Regions from separate parts of the Mus musculus genome. Here regions 2, 3 and 4 are each linked to region 1. A link is a contact called in public ChIA-PET and HiChIP or PLAC-seq data. All regions are on one chromosome and are shown on one strand. The core of a region is the stretch at or near the end of the contact, and the rest is flanking DNA. Distances in the headings are between cores, read along the strand shown. Region 1 holds the start of Ctss (cathepsin S). Region 2 holds the start of H2bc18 (H2B clustered histone 18). Region 3 holds the start of Bola1 (bolA-like 1 (E. coli)). Region 4 holds the start of H3c15 (H3 clustered histone 15).

Region 1 (2,718 bases), core at 36-2,535:
CCCCCCCCGACACACACACAATAATTGTAAAAATAGATAAACACTTGAAACATTTTCATATGAAACATATTACACATGAGATCTAGGAATTATTTCGAAATAATCTGGGAAATGGGAGCATAAATGAAACAAGTTGGCAGTTCCAGGAGATTATTGAAACAGGAGTTCCTCACCTCACTGCCTTCTTGTTTTGTATTTTGAGGACAAGGTTTTATGTAACCCAGGCTGGCCTGAGACTAGCACTATACCTGGCCAGATGTTCTATTTCAGCATTTTAAATTTTCAGTAAAAAAAAAAAATCAGTATAAGCAAAGTAAAAACAAACAAACAAACAAAGAAAAAAACCAATGGAGAACTGTGAGAAGGCAGGCGGAGTGTACGGCACCACCAGAGACTGCTAGCCAGAACAGTAAAAACAGGCCCTGCAGATCACCAAGAAAACCGATAAATACACTAGAAACATGAGCAAAATAATTGAAAATGCAATCCTCAGAAAACTCAGTGGTCAAAAACATGGGAGAGATGCCCATTTTCATTGGTGATTAATAAAGATTCAGGTTTAAAAACCAATAGTTCATTTTACCCCAGCTGTGCCTAGAAGACCACAGTGGCAGTTGGGTGTATATCCTGGTGTGAGTAAGTGTGTGTGTAACTGTATATGTGTGCATGTGGGTATAACTGTGTGATAACTGTGCTGTATATGTATAACTATGTGTGAGATTAACTGTGAATATGTGCATAATAACCATATGTATGGATGAATGTATGTGTATAACTGTGTGTGAATATGTGAGATAACCATGTGTGTATAATTGTATGTTTGTGAGAGATAACTATGTGATAGAACTGTGTGTATAAGTGTATGTGTATAACTCTGTGTGTGTGTGTGTGTGTGTGTGTGTGTGTGTTAAGATCCTTTGAACTAAAACAAAGGAACTGATGAGTGAGTATTAGACACAATAAGTCATACATGACTTGTGTTAAAGGATAAGACAGGGCTTCCTAGGGAATCATGTAGCAACCTGAGATTTGAGGCGCCTGATCCAAATGTCTTTATAACTAAATGTTTCCATCTCAGAACCGATGTGAATAAAATGGACCACCAAAATGACACAGGGTTGGAGGAAAACTTTGTCCTGTTCTCTGCTGAGGTCATTCTATTGATGGCCTCTACCATGGAGCCCTCTGGGCAGCTCATTACACACAAACTGTCCCAAGGTGAGAAGGAGAGGGCGGAGGCAGCTGTTCTCATAAGTCTTTAAATGAAACCGAAATGAAAGTTCACTTCCTCATTGTGGATGCTTCATGTGACAAGCTCCGATTTCTTTTTAGAGTCATTTCAAGCAGCCTCCTGCTGCCAGGGACATCTTTGGAGTGAGCACCACACTTCAGGATGACCATGAGGGCTCCTGGCCACGCTGCCATGTATGTACTGTCTGCTTCTTTTGTTTTCTTCATATATGGCCTTAAACATGCTCTATCTTTTCATCAGTCAGGCCGCTGGGATTTTAAATCTTTGCTTTCAGGAAGTAAGCTGAAAACAAAAATCATGCCGCCCATTCGCCTCTTGTTTTTCTGATTAGGGAGAGTCTGTTTGAGAGATTCTTGTTGGCTTAACTGTGTGATAACTGTGTTGTATGTGGATGCGGTGAGATTTAAACCTGGGCTCCTGTGAAGCATGAGCTGAAGGCTCACACCATTTAAAAAATTCAGTTTCAGCCGAGGAGTGGCGCTTCACCCCTTTAATCCCAGCACTCCGAAGGCAGAGGCAGGCAGATCTCTGAGTTTGAGGCCAGCTACAGCCAGGGATACACAGAGAAACACTATCTCAAAAAACTAAAATAATAATAACAACAACAAAAACAATAATAATAAATCCAGTTTCAGGCAACTACTGAATTTCTGTTAAATATAGGAACGGAGCGGGCATCAGCTGTGTTTTTTAGAGGCTGGGCCTCACCTCTTAAATTTGGCGGCCTTAGAACTCGATATGAAGACCAGGCTGGCCTCAAACTTACAGTGCTCCTCCTGCCTCACCTCTGCCTCCTGAGTGCTGGGATCACAAGCGTGGGCCACCACACCTGGTGAGAAGCCTGTTTGGGGTATCTCCTCTGAAACAGATATTTGATTTGTTGGGGAGAAATGTGAAAAAGGAAAATAACCCAAGGGTGTACAAATCTAAGAGCTGGGTTGTCCTTTAGCTTCTCTGAAGGCGAGCACGGTTATTTGAGAGAGAAGGTTGAGCTGCTTGGTTGTTTGTATTACTTTGGTGTTCACGCTCAGGCCAAGGGTCTCACCCATACTAGACGAGTGTCAGACGTGGCGCTGCATCCCCAGCCTTCTCTGTGTTGCCTGGACAGGCCTGGAACTCCCTGTTGACAGTCCTCCTGCGTTGGCTTCTGAAGATGGGACTATAGGTATCCACCATTGTACCTGGCTTAGTTTTGAAATTAAATTTTAACCAATTTAAGAGAGGAGAGTAACTATACATATTAATGAGGTGCTATGTAGTGTTGCCATACACCCCCCACCCCACCCACCCACACACTATGTTGTGGTGATTTAATTTTTTTATTATTTTTGGTTTTTCGAGACAGGGTTTCTCTGTGCAGTCCTGGCTGTCCTGGCGCTCACTCTGTAGACCAGGCTGGCCTCAAACTCAGAAATCCACCTGCCTCTGCCTCCCAAGTGATGGGATTTCAGGGATGTGCCACCACT
Region 2 (2,743 bases), core at 147-2,646, 740 kb after region 1:
GTTAAATAAATGCTAACTGTCAGAGAAGAGCTACAGTATCTGGTGACTCGCTACAAAGTGAATCGCAGAACATGAAAAGGGCAAGTTTGTTTCCAAAGAAACCTGTTAGAAGAGCACACTGCGTGAGAAACACTTTAAACACTGCATTTAGGAAAGTTACATCAACTGAAAAGCACTATCTTTTTAAAACCCTCTGCGGTTCATAAATACAGGAAGGAAAAGTATCAGGAGAGAAGGAATAGTGTAACCATCTTGAAACTCAGCAAATAGGATCGAATTCTACCCAATCAGACTGCAAGTCCAGAAACTCCTGCTTTCTGGGCCCAATCAAGACGAAGATAAGTCTATAAGTATGGCCACTTGGCGTCTGCAAGCCGAAGTCGCAAAAATATGGCCCGTACGAAGCAGACCGCCCGCAAGTCCACCGGCGGCAAGGCCCCGCGCAAGCAGCTGGCCACCAAGGCCGCCCGCAAGAGCGCCCCGGCCACGGGCGGCGTGAAGAAGCCGCACCGCTACCGGCCCGGCACCGTGGCGCTGCGGGAGATCCGGCGCTACCAGAAGTCGACCGAGCTGCTGATCCGCAAGCTGCCGTTCCAGCGCCTGGTGCGCGAGATCGCGCAGGACTTCAAGACGGACCTGCGCTTCCAGAGCTCGGCCGTCATGGCGCTGCAGGAGGCGAGCGAGGCCTACCTGGTGGGGCTGTTCGAGGACACCAACCTGTGCGCCATCCACGCCAAACGCGTCACCATCATGCCCAAGGACATCCAGTTGGCCCGCCGCATCCGTGGGGAGCGCGCTTAAGCGCCCTGTTTCCCTTCCATCCCCCACAAAGGCTCTTTTCAGAGCCACCTACGTTGTCGATGAAAGTAGCTGTGTCAGCTTTGCAAATTGATTTTCAGTGTTTCAAATACGCCCTCAAGTGTGTCAGGCCTAACAGTTACCAGTAATCACATTCCTTATCCCAGGTTTATTCCATTTAGAGCTGGTCTTGAGCTCACTACTCAAATATGGGCCAGTCCAAAAAAGGAGTTCTAATTAGGGTCTCAGAACTGTGAACCTGAAAAATAGCCCCAAAATTCCAAGCGTGATACCTAAGAGCGATAGTTAACTTATTTCAACCTGGTGTTTTAAGGATCTGTAAGCGAAGGGAACATAAAGAACAGCTGAGGCAAAACTGCCGCTCTCAATAACAGGCTAGCATGAAATGGAAGGCTGCGATTGGCTAGAAAGAATTTCCTCTAAGCACCACCAAGGCTCGCAACCAGAATCGGTTTGAGTAGGCTCCGCCTCCTTGACGCTGACTCTGCTGTAAATCAACCAATAAAAATGGAATACCGTGTGAAACCTCATTTGCATACAAGCTCTATAAGTACCGCATAGCAAGCCGCGCTGAAACAGTTCGTAGTTGCCCGGTCTACCTTACGTTGCATCTTTAGACGCGGAGGAAAATGCCGGATCCAGCGAAGTCTGCTCCTGCCCCAAAGAAGGGCTCTAAGAAAGCTGTCACGAAAGTGCAGAAGAAAGATGGCAAGAAGCGCAAGCGCAGCCGCAAGGAGAGCTATTCTGTTTACGTGTACAAGGTCCTGAAGCAAGTGCACCCCGACACGGGCATCTCATCTAAGGCTATGGGAATCATGAATTCCTTCGTGAACGATATCTTCGAGCGCATCGCAGGTGAGGCTTCCCGTCTGGCGCATTACAACAAGCGCTCGACCATCACTTCCCGGGAGATCCAGACAGCCGTGCGTCTGCTGCTGCCGGGAGAGTTGGCTAAACACGCTGTGTCGGAAGGCACCAAGGCCGTCACCAAGTACACCAGCTCCAAGTGAAGTGCAGCAGAGACGTGATTGATCGGCTTTACCCAAAAGGCTCTTTTCAGAGCCACTTTAGTTCTCAAAAAAAGACTGTAAGCACTAAGGGTCTGATCTAGCAGGTAAGGTTAAGCCATGATGAGTCTGTTACCCTGCAGCGCTCTGGTGCAACATCGAGCGTTTCAAAGTGTTGGGCGGTGTCTTGGCTTGCTCAGCCTGCTCTCTTATATAACCCAAGACTACCAGCCCAGAGATGGTCCCACCCACAAGGGGCCTTTCCCCCTTGATCACTAATTGAGAAAATGCCTTAGAGTTGAATCTCATGGAGGCATTTCCTCAACTGAAGCTCCTTTCTCTGTGATAACCCCAGCTGTGTCAAGTTGACACAAAACTAGCCAGTACAATTGACCCCTTGTCAACTTGACACACAAACACATCACTAGTAAGCCTCAACCCTTACATTCTTATTCATCCCCAAGGTCTAAATAACTTTAAAAGTCCCACAGTCTTTACATATTCTTAAAATTTCAATCTCTTTAAAATATCCATCTCTTTTAAAATCCGAAGTCTTTTTACAATTAAAAGTCTCTTAACTGTGGGCTCCACTAAAACAGTTTCTTCCTTCAAGAGGGAAACTATCAGGGCACAGTCACAATCAAAAGCAAAAGTCAATCTCCAACCGTCCAATGTCTGGGATCCAACTTACGATCTTCTGGGCTCCTCCAAGGCCTTGGGTCACTTCTCCAGCCATGCCCTTTGTAGCACACGCGTCATCCTCTAGGCTCCAGATGCCTGTACTCCACTGCTGCTGCTGCTGCTCTTGGTGGTCATCTCATGGTACTGGCATCTCCAAAACACGGCATGACCCCTTCAGTCCTGGGCCATCAATTGCAACTGAGGCTGCACTTTCACCAATGGCCTTCCATGGCCTC
Region 3 (2,700 bases), core at 99-2,598, 670 kb after region 1:
TAGCCAATGTTTATTTCGGTTCTTTTCCTGCTTCAAATGCAGGAATTCCCTCTTTTCCGGGTTAATTTTGGTATCCTTGCAAAACCCAGATAGTTCACTTCCTCACAAATCCCTTCTCTAGCCTACAGGTAATTTTCTTCTCATAAGAACGTCTGTAGGGACCTAACAGCTGTGTAAACCTGATGGCCTCTCTGAGTTCAATTCCAGAACCATGCAACTGGGGGAGGAGTAACTCCGAAAATTACTCTCTGACACCCAAGTGCGCAGTGGTGTTATGCAACCTCCCCCAGCCCCCATATGCACTAATGATGTGTAGCTCCAATTTAACAGGTATTAAGAGCACCGTTTGACCTCATGCACCAGCTTCTCTTTTATTATCATGGCCCTTTCCGATTCATCAGGACCTTTCTCTAGTCTAGCCCAGGCAAGGGCAAGAGGGAGGGAGTGGCTGCTCTCTCCCTGGGCTAGCTTAGCTTTCACCAGAGGTGTCTTTGCCTCTGCATGGTGTTCATTAGCAGAAAAGGCAGAGCTCCTGGTCCGTACAAATCAAGGAATAAGGTAGTAGTGATGTAGTAGTTTATTCTCAGTCGACCCATTCGGATCGTTCTCCCAATCCAGGTATTTATTAAGAGGTCCCTCGAGTTTTCTTGCTCCCACCTAGGCAGGGGGGACTAATGTCCAACTGTGGGTTTTCTCTCCACTGGGCGGGGGTCTTCGCCTGGATGGCCAGGGCATGTACCGGTCCAGCCAGCTCCTCCGACAGTGCCTCGTGGACCAACCGGTGCCGTTGCAAGGGGCTCATCCCCTCGAAACGAGAGCTCACCACCGCCACGCGAAAATGCGTCTCGCTGCCTGCTGGGACTGCGTGGCCACCGCTCTCGTTGCGCAGCTCCAGTACCTCGGGGCTCAGGGCTTGCTCCAATTTGGCGCGAATAGCGGCTTCCACTGGTCCTGCAGCCGCAGATCCCGCGCTGCCCCGCGATACACACGAGCGCGTGGCCATGGAGACCATGCACTGGGCCGATCGCGCACTTAGCATTCGCTGCGGAGAAACGAAGGACACGGGACTGAGTCCACACACCCTGCCCACGCACCCCAGACAAGCACACCCTGGAACCGCCTCTACTCTGCGTGGCGGGTTAACGCGGCTTCTACGCCGGTAGCGGAGAGACAAAGGCGATTGAGCGGCCAGAGCGCTAGGCACTAAGGGCACTGGGAAAGCATGGCTGGGAGCTGAAAAATGGAAAATGTACAACTTGGTCCTTTTGGCTGAGTCAGAGCCCTATCGTCTCTCCGAACCCTAGGGTGGTACCTTTGTACTTGCTGCGCAGCCTGCTGTACCACCGCTTGATCTAACAACCGAATTTCCGGTCGGACCACGCAAACGCCGCGTCAGGAGGCTCGCTAGGAAACGCAGTCCGGTTGCGTCTGGCAGGCGTTACCCAGTACCCAGAGGTTTTATGGGAATTGTAGTCCCTGCTTCTCCCGACCGGTAAAATCCTGCAAAGTCGGGAAATTAGAGCAATAAAAACAAAAGTGTTTCCTGTAAATTTAAGATGGTTGCACCAGATTTGTAGCTTCTTGATCTATAACCCAAATAGCTTAAGTCATTTGTATGTAATTAATAAAAAAAGAAGTCTCATGTAGCCCAGGTTGGCCTTTACCACTCTAGAAATGTCCATTATTTCCTGATCCTCCTGCCTCTACCTCCTACCTGCTGGGATTACTGTCCTGGGTTATTGATAGAGTGCTTCCATAGCAAAAACAGATTCTTATGAGATTACAGCGGACCTTGCTCAATTCAGAGGGGAATGTCTGCTGGGACAGTTTTCTTCCCAAGATAATCTGTCCTGCCCCAAACAGAGAATTCCAGTGAGAAGGAAAATGAAGATCGTCACACAGTTCCCTAAGAGCTGCACTAACTTGCCTTGCCCCCGCGCGCTTCTGTGTAGGACCCCAGCTTTGTTCCTTTCGGAGATTCCTTTGTTCCTGAGAGAGATAGAATAAAGACAGCCCTGCTCTCAGAGTTTACAAAGCACTAGAGAAATAGTCATAATGTTCATTGTGATACCGTGTGTCAAGTGTGTGGTGGAAATACACACAGTTTACTGTAAGCATATTACCTACACGTGAGGACCAAAGAAATGACAAGAGACTTCTTAGAGCAGTGTAGGAGAAACAAGAAGACCACTTTCTCACCTCATTTGGTCAGGATGTGGTAACTGAATGAAATCAGCACATGACTGCAGTCTCCCCTCCCCTAGCCTGAAACCTGCTTGCTCAGGGGTGGAGCTTCCTGCTCATTCGTTCTGCCACGCCCACTGCTGGAACCTGCGGAGCCACACACGTGCACCTTTCTACTGGACCAGAGATTATTCCGCGGGAATCGGGTCCCCTCCCCCTTCCTTCATAACTAGTGTCGCAACAATAAAATTTGAGCCTTGATCAGAGTAACTGTCTTGGCTACATTCTTTTCTCTCGCCACCTAGCCCCTCTTCTCTTCCAGGTTTCCAAAATGCCTTTCCAGGCTAGAACCCAGGTTGTGGTCTGCTGGCCGGACACAACACATGACCACTCCAAGGAATGGCTGAGGCAGTTCCTACTCTGTGTGTGAGGGAGAACACAGCCAGAGGCATCTGGAAGGGTCTAGTGCAGGAAGAAAATAGAGCAAGCTAAACAGCAGACTGAACAGGGCTATGA
Region 4 (2,875 bases), core at 236-2,735, 710 kb after region 1:
TGGGCTGTCTCCACACAGCTTTAACTATTGCTAGTTTGCTCTCTGGAAGTTTCCGGCAGAAACCGAAAGGAAGGTCCATGACAGTGATCTCCATAAGGTATTTACTGTGCTCTTGAGTCTCAGGTCCGACACCCACCCCTGCAAAGACTGTCCTCACGCTAAGGAATTGTAAAGGGATTCCCCTTTGATATCCAGTGTATTTCGGTCCAGAAAGGTGCCTGCCAAAGTGGGAAGGGGGGAATGGAGTTGTCATTTTGAAGTAAATTAATAGGAGTAAGAGGAAAAACTACCCAATTGCCATTGAACCATATCATAGCAATAAATGCTGAATCCCAAGTAGCTAGCAGGTCTTCTAATCAAGTGTTAGAGAACAAAGCTTTATCACTGGATATTACTCATAGTCCACTTACCACCGACGTTGAGCCCCGTAAGCCTCAGACATTGCATTAAATGAGCAACAATAATCTTCAGTCGTCCAGAAGTCTGGTGATGTAATTATGAGCTGTAAGCTAGATCTCAGCCTTCAGCTACTTACAAAGCCTTCTCTGCTCCAGCTGGGTAGGAACATTACATAGTATCCACCAAGCCCCAACCCTCCGTAAGATTATCCCCTCCCCTTAGACTGAGGTGGTGAACCTACTTCGGGTTAACAAGCTAGGAGTCTGAATAAGACCGCAATTAACGTTAAACAACTTACACTAAGGGCATTCAAACCTTCCTTGAAAGCAACCATTATGTAGACATAACAGGTATAAGTCAGATACCAACCTAGAGCTATGGAGCGGGATAATGTGCGGACAAAGCTCTAAGCGAAGTAAACAGCTCTTTCCGGGAAGCTGTGGTGGCTCTGAAAAGAGCCTTTGTGGGGAATGGATGGGAGACAGGGCGCTTAAGCGCGCTCCCCACGGATGCGGCGGGCCAACTGGATGTCCTTGGGCATGATGGTGACGCGTTTGGCGTGGATGGCGCACAGGTTGGTGTCCTCGAACAGCCCCACCAGGTAGGCCTCGCTCGCCTCCTGCAGCGCCATGACGGCCGAGCTCTGGAAGCGCAGGTCCGTCTTGAAGTCCTGCGCGATCTCGCGCACCAGGCGCTGGAACGGCAGCTTGCGGATCAGCAGCTCGGTCGACTTCTGGTAGCGCCGGATCTCCCGCAGCGCCACGGTGCCGGGCCGGTAGCGGTGCGGCTTCTTCACGCCGCCCGTGGCCGGGGCGCTCTTGCGGGCGGCCTTGGTGGCCAGCTGCTTGCGCGGGGCCTTGCCGCCGGTGGACTTGCGGGCAGTCTGCTTCGTACGGGCCATGGCGAAGACGGAAGACACCCAAACGAGGAGCACTCGGGGACCTGATACCGGCCCGAGCCGGCCGCCTTTATAGGCGCAGTCTTCCCCGCGGCGGGGCGGAGACAGCGACTTGAAACTCCCGCGCTGCCGCGCCATTGGCCGTGGCGTCACCGGCCCCGACCTCGCCCATTGGCTCGGGCCCGCCACGCCACCTGACCCGCCCCCACCCGCCCCCCACGTCCAGCCCCGCGCCCGGTCCACTTGCCAACGTTCTGCGAGGGTGGAGCCACGTCTGGCAGCTGCCCGTAGAGGGCGGGTCCCGGCTCTGCCCAAGAGGAGCTCGCGCGCCCCCGCCCGCCGCCCAAAGTCCCAGGGCAGAACTAATCTAGTGTTTGTGCAGCACCGCCCAGCCACAGCCACAGTCCCAGCCCCAGTCCCCCATGATCCCTAGAGCCGGCCGCGTCCAGTCCTCGCGGGACACCTCCTCCTCCTAGACATTCCCCAAGGACCGGACGAGAGCGCGGCTGACTGCGACTTATGTCTAGATTGGCCTAGACGTCCTAGTTGAGTCTTAGTCCTGGGAAGGGTCAGGCGGGTGGACGCTGAGTGAGGGACAGTGTTGTGTAGGACAAGGGTGTGGGCAGATAGGGGCTAAATGCTTGGGACGGTCAGCGAGAACCGCGTATCCGCTCCGCCGAGGCAGGGCATGAACCAAAGAGCGACAACAGACTAACTACCAGGGGGAACCACGGGCAGGATGGGCAAGGAAGCAGAGGACACGACACTCTTACTTTTGGGGCAGGGCCAGGAAAGGCCACCAAGACCGGCTACCGTGACACAACTCTTTATCTGATTCAGTGGGTGGCTCTGAAAAGAGCCTTTTTAGGAGCTCGCGGGGGTTATATCACAGAGACGCGGGCCGACGCGAGCAGTGGCCTCACTTGCCCTTCGCCTTATGGTGGCTCTCCGTCTTCTTGGGCAGCAGCACGGCCTGGATGTTGGGCAGGACGCCGCCCTGCGCGATCGTCACTTTGCCCAGCAGCTTGTTGAGCTCCTCGTCGTTGCGGATGGCCAGCTGCAGGTGGCGCGGGATGATGCGCGTCTTCTTGTTGTCGCGGGCCGCGTTGCCCGCCAGCTCCAGGATCTCGGCCGTTAGGTACTCCAGCACCGCCGCCATGTATACCGGCGCGCCGGCACCCACACGCTCCGCGTAGTTGCCCTTGCGCAGCAGCCGGTGCACACGCCCCACCGGGAACTGTAGCCCGGCCCGGGAAGACCGCGACTTGGCCTTGGCGCGGGCCTTGCCTCCTTGCTTGCCACGACCGGACATCACGAAAGCGCAAACAGACGAACGGCCACAACCAGGAAACGGTACTCCGGCGCCGACGCCTCACCCTTTTATAGACGCAGACCCGATTGTCCGCCCGACGCTCTCATTGGCTCACACGCGTCCTGACGCCGTGGCCAATAGGAGCGCGCGGACAGAAGCCTCTCATTTACATAAGACCGGCTCCCTCGCCCCGGCGCCGCCCTGGAACGCGCGAATCACGACGCGCGTGCTCGGTGGCTTCATTTGCGTGCGGCCGTCGTTGCGAC

Evidence for each region. ChIA-PET counts read pairs in DNA pulled down with a chosen protein or histone mark. HiChIP or PLAC-seq counts read pairs in DNA pulled down with a chosen protein or histone mark.
Region 2: an RNA polymerase II ChIA-PET map of memory CD8 T cells shows a contact between it and region 1, with 21 read pairs. The contact joins the promoter of H2bc18 here to the promoter of Ctss in region 1. A contact is called at or near these places in 1 of 39 promoter capture datasets (pre-B cells) and 2 of 115 datasets of contacts at active chromatin or transcription factors (bone marrow-derived macrophages and memory CD8 T cells).
Region 3: a contact with region 1 is called in an H3K27ac HiChIP or PLAC-seq map of bone marrow-derived dendritic cells, with 2.7 times the contacts expected there. The contact joins the promoter of Bola1 here to the promoter of Ctss in region 1. A contact is called at or near these places in 2 of 39 promoter capture datasets (cranial neural crest and liver) and 1 of 115 datasets of contacts at active chromatin or transcription factors (bone marrow-derived dendritic cells).
Region 4: a contact with region 1 is called in an H3K27ac HiChIP or PLAC-seq map of microglia, with 4 times the contacts expected there. The contact joins the promoter of H3c15 here to the promoter of Ctss in region 1. A contact is called at or near these places in 2 of 39 promoter capture datasets (cranial neural crest and pre-B cells), 2 of 115 datasets of contacts at active chromatin or transcription factors (bone marrow-derived macrophages and microglia) and 1 of 9 other capture datasets (liver).

Annotation. Positions count from the first base shown.
Region 1 is chr3:95,525,501-95,528,218 of GRCm38.p6, forward strand. It overlaps Ctss (cathepsin S), which reads left to right and starts at 1,286. Exons shown (of 8, transcript NM_021281.3): 1 at 1,286-1,425. The coding sequence starts at 1,400.
Region 2 is chr3:96,268,304-96,271,046 of GRCm38.p6, forward strand. H2bc18 (H2B clustered histone 18) reads left to right here and starts at 1,397. Exons shown (of 1, transcript NM_175666.3): 1 at 1,397-1,889. The coding sequence starts at 1,449. The coding sequence ends at 1,829. H3c13 (H3 clustered histone 13) reads left to right here and starts at 351. Exons shown (of 1, transcript NM_178215.2): 1 at 351-852. The coding sequence starts at 391. The coding sequence ends at 801.
Region 3 is chr3:96,196,238-96,198,937 of GRCm38.p6, forward strand. Bola1 (bolA-like 1 (E. coli)) reads right to left here and starts at 1,349. Exons shown (of 2, transcript NM_026975.2): 1 at 1,313-1,349; 2 at 351-1,042. The coding sequence starts at 1,039. The coding sequence ends at 626.
Region 4 is chr3:96,237,642-96,240,516 of GRCm38.p6, forward strand. It overlaps H3c15 (H3 clustered histone 15), which reads right to left and starts at 1,486. Exons shown (of 1, transcript NM_054045.4): 1 at 838-1,486. The coding sequence starts at 1,300. The coding sequence ends at 890. It overlaps H2ac19 (H2A clustered histone 19), which reads right to left and starts at 2,733. Exons shown (of 1, transcript NM_178212.3): 1 at 2,138-2,733. The coding sequence starts at 2,609. The coding sequence ends at 2,217.